2 separate regions of the Mus musculus genome follow, and region 1 is linked to region 2. A link is a contact called in public promoter capture Hi-C data. All regions are on one chromosome and are shown on one strand. Each heading gives the region's core, a stretch centred on a gene start, on an enhancer-like site or on the middle of the called end of the contact. The rest is flanking DNA. Distances are from core to core; before and after follow the strand shown. Region 1 holds the start of Tnf (tumor necrosis factor). Region 2 holds the start of Lsm2 (LSM2 homolog, U6 small nuclear RNA and mRNA degradation associated).

What was found. Capture Hi-C pulls out chosen DNA fragments and counts their contacts.
Region 1: a promoter capture Hi-C map of adipose tissue shows a contact between it and region 2. The contact joins the promoter of Tnf here to the promoter of Lsm2 in region 2. A contact is called at or near these places in 8 of 39 promoter capture datasets (the C10 cell line, the HPC-7 cell line, cranial neural crest and 5 more), 7 of 115 datasets of contacts at active chromatin or transcription factors (the SCID.adh cell line, bone marrow-derived macrophages, double positive thymocytes and 3 more) and 3 of 9 other capture datasets (adipose tissue, liver and pancreatic islet).

Annotation. Positions count from the first base shown.
Region 1 is chr17:35,198,495-35,203,571 of GRCm38.p6, forward strand. Tnf (tumor necrosis factor) reads right to left here and starts at 3,513. Exons shown (of 4, transcript NM_013693.3): 1 at 3,161-3,513; 2 at 2,590-2,644; 3 at 2,364-2,411; 4 at 873-2,069. The coding sequence starts at 3,346. The coding sequence ends at 1,651. It overlaps Lta (lymphotoxin A), which reads right to left. Exons shown (of 4, transcript NM_010735.2): 4 at 4,671-5,077.
Region 2 is chr17:34,979,725-34,984,431 of GRCm38.p6, forward strand. Lsm2 (LSM2 homolog, U6 small nuclear RNA and mRNA degradation associated) reads left to right here and starts at 2,130. Exons shown (of 5, transcript NM_001110101.2): 1 at 2,130-2,361; 2 at 2,896-2,963. The coding sequence starts at 2,359.

The DNA.
Region 1 (5,077 bases), core at 2,263-4,762, 220 kb after region 2:
CGGCCTTGCCTGCTTCAGCAAGTACTATTGAATAACAACAACAATAAATTATTATTATTATTATTATTATTATTATTATTATTGGTGTTGGGATCAAATCCAAGCCTGCATATGTGATTAAGTAATTTAAAAACCAACAACAACAACAAAGCATTTAAACAAGGTGTTTTTCTCTTTCCAATCCACCCACCTCAATACATTCATCATTTGTCTGAAACACTGGAAAACCAAAGCCAGCAATGGCTCCTTCTTTGTTGTGTTGCTTTGGGTTTTGAATTCAGGGTATCCCATACACTGAGCATCCACCCTCACCCCAACATGCTCCACAGAGTCACATTTTCAGCCCTGTGTCTTTTTAAAAACTATTTCACTCATCTTCAGAGGTTTGGAAAAATAAAGGGGCTGGTGACCGAAAGGCAGAGCTGGCTGAGCCCAGCCCAGCATGGAGCAGGGATAGAGCTTAGGTCTCCTCTCCGTGGACCATGCCCGCTCTGTCTGTTCAGAGGCAGGTTGAATGGTGCAGGGTGCGCAGTTAGACACCTGAAGCTCTGCGGCTCTTCCTTGGCTGTGATTCAGGTGCCTGAGAATGTGGCTCCTCCCCAGCTCCATGGGAGCCACAACAGCCGGAAAGAACTGCAGTACTTTCCCAGCAGGTATTGGAATTCCCAGAGTGGGAAATTCCCATGCCCCAGGGCAAAGGTAATTAGGGTTAGGCTCCTGTTTCCGGGGGAGAGGTAGGGATGTTGGCTGCCTTTTGTTCCACGGGGGTCTTGGGGGTCTTAATGGCCCAGGGGTATAAAGACTGAGATCTGGACCCAGAGACTTTAGGCCTCCGCAAAGAGATGGATGCAGACTTCATCCCAAGACAGAAATCACATTTCTTTTCCAAGCGATCTTTATTTCTCTCAATGACCCGTAGGGCGATTACAGTCACGGCTCCCGTGGGGAGCAGAGGTTCAGTGATGTAGCGACAGCCTGGTCACCAAATCAGCGTTATTAAGACAATTGGGTTAGATAAATATTTTGTTTTAAACATAAGCAAAAGAGGAGGCAACAAGGTAGAGAGGCCAGGTGGGGACAGCTCAGCTCCGTTTTCACAGAAAACATGTCTGTCTGAAGACAGCTTCCCACACTGGGTCCTCCAGGACACCCCGGCCTTCCAAATAAATACATTCATAAGCAAATAAATAAATAATAAATAAATAATAAATAATAAGTGCAAATATAAATAGAGGGGGGCTGGCTCTGTGAGGAAGGCTGTGCATTGCACCTCAGGGAAGAATCTGGAAAGGTCTGAAGGTAGGAAGGCCTGAGATCTTATCCAGCCTCATTCTGAGACAGAGGCAACCTGACCACTCTCCCTTTGCAGAACTCAGGAATGGACATTCGAGGCTCCAGTGAATTCGGAAAGCCCATTTGAGTCCTTGATGGTGGTGCATGAGAGGCCCACAGTCCAGGTCACTGTCCCAGCATCTTGTGTTTCTGAGTAGTTGTTGAAAGCTCTGAGCACAGAGTTGGACCCTGAGCCATAATCCCCTTTCTAAGTTAGAAGGATACAGACTGGGGGCTCTGAGGAGTAGACAATAAAGGGGTCAGAGTAAAGGGGTCAGAGTGGGGGCTGGGTAGAGAATGGATGAACACCCATTCCCTTCACAGAGCAATGACTCCAAAGTAGACCTGCCCGGACTCCGCAAAGTCTAAGTACTTGGGCAGATTGACCTCAGCGCTGAGTTGGTCCCCCTTCTCCAGCTGGAAGACTCCTCCCAGGTATATGGGCTCATACCAGGGTTTGAGCTCAGCCCCCTCAGGGGTGTCCTTGGGGCAGGGGCTCTTGACGGCAGAGAGGAGGTTGACTTTCTCCTGGTATGAGATAGCAAATCGGCTGACGGTGTGGGTGAGGAGCACGTAGTCGGGGCAGCCTTGTCCCTTGAAGAGAACCTGGGAGTAGACAAGGTACAACCCATCGGCTGGCACCACTAGTTGGTTGTCTTTGAGATCCATGCCGTTGGCCAGGAGGGCGTTGGCGCGCTGGCTCAGCCACTCCAGCTGCTCCTCCACTTGGTGGTTTGCTGAGGGGGGGGGGGAGGATTGAGTCAGTGTCACCCTCTTAGTTCACACTCCACATCCTGAGCCTCAGCAGCTACCCACACTTCACTTCCGGTTCCTGCACCCTCTGTCTTTCCACATCCCATTGGCTATGAGGTCCCGGGTGGCCCCCTGATGCCTTGCTTTTGAGTCACTGCTCTGACTCTCACGTGCTGTCTCTAAGAGCTCTGTCTTTTCTCAGCCTGGCTCGACACCCCTCAACCCGCCCCCCAAAATCATGCCCCTTCATTCTCAAGGCACATGTAAAGAAATCTTACCTACGACGTGGGCTACAGGCTTGTCACTCGAATTTTGAGAAGATGATCCTGGAGGGGAAGAGACAAAGGCAAGGATGAGCCTTTTAGGCTTCCCAGCAAGCATCTATGCACTTAGACCCCTTTCCTCCCAAACCAAAGCTTTAAGTTCTCCCCCCACCCCATCTCATCCCATGCCTAACTGCCCTTCCTCCATCTTAAATTAAGAGAGAGGTGTGGGAACACTTACTGAGTGTGAGGGTCTGGGCCATAGAACTGATGAGAGGGAGGCCATTTGGGAACTTCTGTGTAGGAAAAGGAGGTTAGTTAAGACAGACTCACCCCAAAGGAGAAGCCTCCCGGCTGATTGCCCCGCTTACAGTTCCTCTTTGCCCCACCCCACCCCCCAGCTTTGTGTTTTTCTTCTTCATTCATTCATCTGTCCAACCCACGGCTTCTTTCTGCGGTGCCCTCTGTGCTTGATCTCCCGTTATCTCCCCTTCATCTTCCTCCTTATCTCTCATGCCTCTCTCATTTCTGTCTCTGAGTTTTATCTCTTGCTTATCCCCTCTTCCCCTGGCCACATCTTTCCAGATCTCTCCACGTGTGAACACACTTGTTCGTTCATTCATCTCTCTGTGCATCCGACGAAGGATGTTTAGTCAGCTGGACGCATGGGTCCGAGGTCCTGACTCTGTCCCCTCCACACTCTCCTCCACCTTGCCCTGCCCATTAGCCCACTTCTTTCCCTCACACTGTCCTTCTTGCCCTCCTAACCCGTTTTGCTTGTGAGCGAGAATAAGGGTTGCCCAGACACTCACCTCATCCCTTTGGGGACCGATCACCCCGAAGTTCAGTAGACAGAAGAGCGTGGTGGCCCCTGCCACAAGCAGGAATGAGAAGAGGCTGAGACATAGGCACCGCCTGGAGTTCTGGAAGCCCCCCATCTTTTGGGGGAGTGCCTCTTCTGCCAGTTCCACGTCGCGGATCATGCTTTCTGTGCTCATGGTGTCTTTTCTGGAGGGAGATGTGGCGCCTTGGGCCAGTGAGTGAAAGGGACAGAACCTGCCTGGTTGGCTGCTTGCTTTTCTGGGAGCTATTTCCAAGATGTTCTGGAGTTTCTGTTCTCCCTCCTGGCTAGTCCCTTGCTGTCCTCGCTGAGGGAGCTTCTGCTGGCTGGCTGTGCAGACGGCCGCCTTTATAGCCCTTGGGGAAGAGGGCGGGGAAAAGCTCTCATTCAACCCTCGGAAAACTTCCTTGGTGGAGAAAACCATGATCTCATGTGGAGGAAGCGGTAGTGGCCCTACACCTCTGTCTCGGTTTCTTCTCCATCGCGGGGGCAGAGGGTTTGGAAAGTTGGGGACACCCAGGCATCAAGGAATCTCCTCCCCGTCGTCCCCACCAGGATTCTGTGGCAATCTGGGGCCAATCAGGAGGGTGTGTGTGTGTGTGTGTGTGTGTGTGTGTGTGTGTGTGTGTTGTATAGGACCCTGAGAACTGAAACCCATTTCTTCTCTGTCCTCCAGAGCTAATCATTGTCTGTTTCTTTGTAGAAAGACCATGCCTGTGTCTATTTCCTTTTGATTTCTAAATGGGACATCCATGGGGGAGAACTTAGCATGGGGGGGTGCTTCTGAAAGCTGGGTGCATAAGGGGGGAGACATGATATTGAGGAGGGAAAGCCCCCTGTTTGAGTTCTTGGAGGAAGTGGCTGAAGGCAGAGCAGCTTGAGAGTTGGGAAGTGTGCATGGGCTTTGGGAGGGCTGGTGGGGGGGGTAATGGGATGAGTATGGGGCAGCCCCAGAGGGAATGAACTCAGCCCTGGGAATTCACGGACCTCACAAGCCTTCTCCTTTCACTCTGATCATGAGCTCAGGCTGCTGCTTTGGGTCCCTGCTCCCAAGTGAGTTTTCCACGGAGCCTCTGCCATATCTTGACTGCGGTACATCAACTCAGACATTTAGGTCCCACAGCCCTGCTTCCAGGATTTCTCCCAATCCGTATGACTCCCCGGTCTTCCAAGGATTCCCCTCCCCCACCCTCCCACTCCTAAACACTCTCCCACCCTCCAGTGGAGTCACTTCTCCCCAGAACCCTCATCTCTCTCCACCCTTGGATGGATCTCCCTAGCTCATCCTTTGGGTCTCCTCCGGCAGTTAAGCTGCCTCACTCCCGTGAATCCACCATGTCTCTGGGAGCTGCCTGCTCCTCATGTCTCTTTGCTCTGCCCGGATCCCATGGACCAACTGAGGCCTCTGTCCCCTGCTCCACTCCTTAAAGAGACCAGGAAGTTTCTCCCCCAACGCAAGACAGACACAAGCAGACAGAATCTCAGAGAAAAGAGGTTTATTGGGTTTCACAGATGGTGCAGGGGGTCCCTGTGGATGTCTAGCCAAGCAGTGGCTGGCTTTTAGAGCTTCGTGCTTTCTTCTAGAACCCCTTGGTCACCCACATCTAATTCTCTCGCCATCTCTCTCTTAGATGGGTCCTGTCTGAGGTGAGACACCTTTGTGTCTGGGACCTAGTTGTCATCTGACGGCTTTCTATTTTTCCCCTCTTTCTATTCTCTATAAATAAATAACTTAACTTTTCTCTCCATAAATAGTCAACCTTCCCCTGTTCCCAGCCACCTCTCCCATGTCTGTCCCTCCTTCATGTCCAGGTCTCTGTCCGACCTAGACCCACAAAAACCCTGCTCTGTGCAGGAACTTCTAGGTAGGCTTGAGTCGTCCCCTGAG
Region 2 (4,707 bases), core at 880-3,379:
GAATTTGTGTAAGTTCATTTCCAACAAAACCATTTTGCTTTTTGTTTTGTTTTGTGGTTTTGAGACAGGGTCTAATATAGCCTAGGTCTGCCTTGAACTCTGATCACGATACCTCCACCTGCCAAGACAAACATTTCCTAATTCTCAGGCACCCTGGGCCCAAAGGACGCAGTTGCTAAATGTACTGACTGCTTCTATCCAGTGACAGCTTGTTTTCGATTCAAATCTTAAGGATTCTGCTGAACTTGGGAACAAATCCTGCTTGGTACCATGCTGGATCCAGCTCTGAACACAGTGATGTGCACCGGTAATGCCAGCACTGGGGGAGTGGGTAGGTAGGGCAGACAGAAGAAGCATCTTAGGGTCTTGCTGGCAAGTCAGTCTAGCTGAATGAACCTGTCAGCTCCAGGATCTATGGTAGATCCTATCTCAGAAAATGAGAGAAATGACTAAGTGGTTAAGAACACGTGTTGCTCTTCCACAGGACCAGGGTTTGATTCCCAGCACCTATGTGGTGGCTAACAACTGTAACTCTAGAGGATCCAACACTCTCTTCTAGTGTCTGGGAGCACTGCCCATGTGTACACAGATGGACATGCAAGGAAAAACGCTCACACATATACAATTTTAAAATATTAAATAAGGTGGAAAGAACAGGCAGTATCTATCTCTGGCCTACACAGTCATGCATGCTCCAGCCCTCACTCCCACCCCCAGGAAACCCTGGCTACAATCTATTTAGATTATTACACTAGAGAATTCCACCCTGCAATCAGCAGGTTTAGACTCTCAGAATTTTCACCTGTGTCCCGTGACTGCCTTGCACCTACAGCCAGCCTCAAGAAGAGAAGACAGAATAGAAAGTGTTTCCCTATTTATCCAGACATGATATCCACAGAAGATACAACCTAGCAACTTCCCACTTAATGTAATTATTTAAAAAAAAAAAAACAATAGGGCTGGAGAGATGGCTCAGCAGTTAAGAGCACTGACTGCTCTTCCAGAGGTCCTAAGTTCAATTTCCAGCAAGCACAGAGTGGCTCACAATCATCTGTAGTGGGATCTGATGCCCTCTTCTGGATGTCTGAAGAAAGCCACAGCATACTTACATAAAACAAGTCAATCGAAATAACAACAAAGCCCTTTCATCTCAGACCATCTCTTTCTTCTCTGGAACTTGCCTACTGAGGCTTTTCTAGTTTTTTGTTTTTTTTTTAAATCAGTCAGCTCTTGTGAACTCCTTCACAACCAGCATGTTACAAGCCTGGTAATGCTGTTCCCAGAACATCCAAAGTAGTATCTGTCGGTGATCTAGTTGAAAATATTTCAGTAATGCAGGGATGGATCAGCAGTTACAAGCATCTGTTGCTCTTCCAGAACACCCAGATTTGATTGCCAGCACCCACAAGGAGGCTCACCATTGTAACTCCAGGCCCAGGGCATTTGAAGCCCTCTCTTCTACCAGGAACTCATGTAGTACAGACATAACATACAGGCAAAAACTGTCAAACACACACAAAAAAAGCTAAGATAAAGTAAAATATTTCTGTCACTGAGTTCCAGTCAGTTTAGTCCTTTACAGACGAGTCCTATGCCAAATTATATATATATATATAACATTAGAGCTGGGATGTTGTTCATTTGCTTTGCTTAGAATGTGTCCGCTCTGGGTCAACTTTGCACCCCAAAAGACTGAAATTGAGAGAAACTTACTTACTGGGAACCTTTGATAAGAATCAGGATTTGTGTTCCGGTTTCTCTCTCACACTCACACACACCATAACCAGTGTGTATTGGTGTATATTTTATTCTCTGACACAGGGTCTTGCTATAATAGCTTTAGTTGACCTCTAAACCAGAATCCTCCCGTCTCAACTCCAGGATTCCAGTTGGGCACGAACGCTGTCCAGCTCTTAGCAACATTTTAAATTTTACTAAAGAATACGCAAGTCATAATTTTCTCAATCTTCCCAATAATTCCCCATAGAAAACGTAGACTACGAGCTAATCACGCGGCAGAGAGAAAAGTCTCAACAACCATCAGAAAAAGAGACGAACTACGTCCAACGCGCAGCTGCCACGGCCCACGCATGCGCTTGTGAGAAAGCGGCTGCTCGGGAGGAAGTGGGGGGGACAGGAAGTTCCGCCCCTCTACCGGTTTGGCGGTCCTCTCGGCTCTGCCCTACCCCGCTCCCTTTGAGCCTGAATTCAGCCGAGGTTTTCGCGGCTCCCCGTGCGCCTGCGTGATCCAGTCTTGCTTCACGCGCGGGCTCGCGCTCCGGCTCCCGCCCTGCCTCCGGCTCGCAGTCCCCGGCGCCTTCCTTCGCGGTCCAGGCCGCCCCGCGTGGCGCCAGCACCATGGTGGGTACCGTGACGTCAAAAGGGAGCGCCGCCGCTCGCGGCGGGCGGTTCGAACCGTGCGGGCGTGGGTGCGGGCACTCGTGTCGGTCGCTTGGGGCGGCAGCCAGGCCCCAGGGTTTTCCGTACAGCCTTACTGCCCACACCCCAGTGTGAGGAGGCTGCTCGGAGCCGATGGTGTTTTGGGGGAAACCTTTAGCAAGTCCAAGAGAAAGCCCACGGGCGCCGGGGGAGAACGGGAAGCGAGCCTTGCACTTCTGTGCTGTTGACGAGGACTTTGTGAGGGTGCGGTTGGGAAGCGGTCTCAGCTGGGAGGTGGTCGACTCAGAGAGTGGGTTCTAGCGTCGAGGGGTGCAACGCAGGTCCTGTCACTCCGTGGCTCCGTGAACTGCAGAGTCCCGTTTAACGGATTGTTGTTGGTTATGAAGTTTTGAGAACTACTAGGAGGGGCTACAAAGACTAGTATTTCAAAATACTGTCACGGGCTCCTCCTCCCCGTCCCTTTTCATGTGATAGTTCCTCCCTCTTTTCCAATAGCTCTTCTACTCCTTTTTCAAGTCTCTTGTGGGCAAGGATGTAGTCGTGGAACTCAAGAATGACCTGAGGTAGGTCCTTATTTTAGCGAGTTGGTGGAAGGTGGGGGTGCCGGGTGTCCTGATCCTTTTTGTCGTTGTTGTTGACAAAGTTACTTCAGAGTAGGTAGGCAAAACACAGAAGAAATACCTTTCGTCTTAAGTGTAAAAGATTAGTTTAAGAGTGAGCCTGGTATTGTGACACATGCTTGTAATCCCAACACTGAACGCAGAGGTGTGAGTTCAAGGACAGCTTGGTCTACATATGTCCAGGGCCATCCGGAGTTACACAGTGAGATACAGTTAAGTAACATGTATGTGTAGTCCTGGCTGTCCTGGAACACACAGATCCACATGCCTCTGTCTCCTGAGTGCTAGGATTTGCCTGGCTGTATCATTTGCTCTTAACGATTCAGGAGTTGGGGTAAATGCTTAAATGCTGTACCACTGGAAATATGTTTATGGGTTCTTGTCACATCCGTTAAGGTCTACTTGGTTCCTAATAGTGCTTCGAAAATTATAGTTTCATTGAAGCCGGGTTTTGTTTGCTTTTGTTTTCTTTCATGTACTGGGCATGCTCAACAAGTGAACTTCATATGCAGCCCTCATGTTTCTCTTTAAAATAACTTTTTTTTTTTTTTCCAGACAGGGTTTTTCTGTATAGCCCTGGCTGTCTTGGAACTCACTCTGTAGACCAGGCTGGCCTCGAACTCAGAAATCCGCCTGCCTCTGTCTCCCGAGTGCTGGGATTAAAGGCGTGTGCCACCACCGCCCAGCAAAATAACTTTATTTGTAGACTCTTGAAACCTTTGAACACACATCAGTGGTTGACCAGCAGGATGGTTCTGACCAGTGTGGCCAAGTTAGAAGCTGGCCCAGACTGAGGTGCAGACTAAGACCTTTCATAGTCTAAAAGTCAAATCACACGAATGGTCTACAGAGCTGTGGGGATTCATAGGATGTAGAGAGTGAGGAAGTAAAACTCAGGATCTGAGGTGGTTAAAGTTGGTTACACAGAGGGTAAATATAATATAAGGTGGGGCATGTAAGGTGGTATGGGAGCACTGGCCTTGATAACCTTGCTTAGGGGCTAGAGGGCTGGAGAACTGAGAAGACTTGACTTGTATCTTCATTATTAAAGATAAGTTGGGGGGGATAACATTTGAAATGTAAATAAAGAAAATATCCAATTTTTTAAAAAAGAAGAAGAAGCCGGGTGTGGTGGCGCAGGCCATTAATCCCAGCACTCGGGCTACACAGAGAAACCCTGTCTCGAAAAAAAACAAAAACAAAAAAAAACCAAACAAACAAACAAAAAACTCATACGAGAAAAAAAAGAGTGTAGCAAAAATAATAAAGAGTAATTCCAGCTACCAGTATGTGTACATAGGTCTGTGACTCCAAAGCAGTAAATGTTTACAAATAACAGTTAGGGAAGCTGCAGAGATTGCTCAGTGCTTTAAAAAGAGCTTGCTGGGGGCTGGAGAAATGGCTCAGAGATTTTAAGAGCACTGACTGCTCTTCCGAAGGTCCTGAGTTCAAATCCCAGCAACCACATGGTAGCTCACAACCATCTGTAAAGAGAGCGGACATCAGACGCCCTCTTCTGTAGTGTCTGAAGACAGCTACAGTGTACTTAGATATAATAATAAATAAATCTTTAAAACAAAACAAAACTTGTTGCTCTCCCTGAAAAATAAGAGTTCAGTTTCCAGCAACTACATTAGGTGATTCACACCTACCTAGAACTCTGGCTGCAAGTGATCTGATGCCCTCT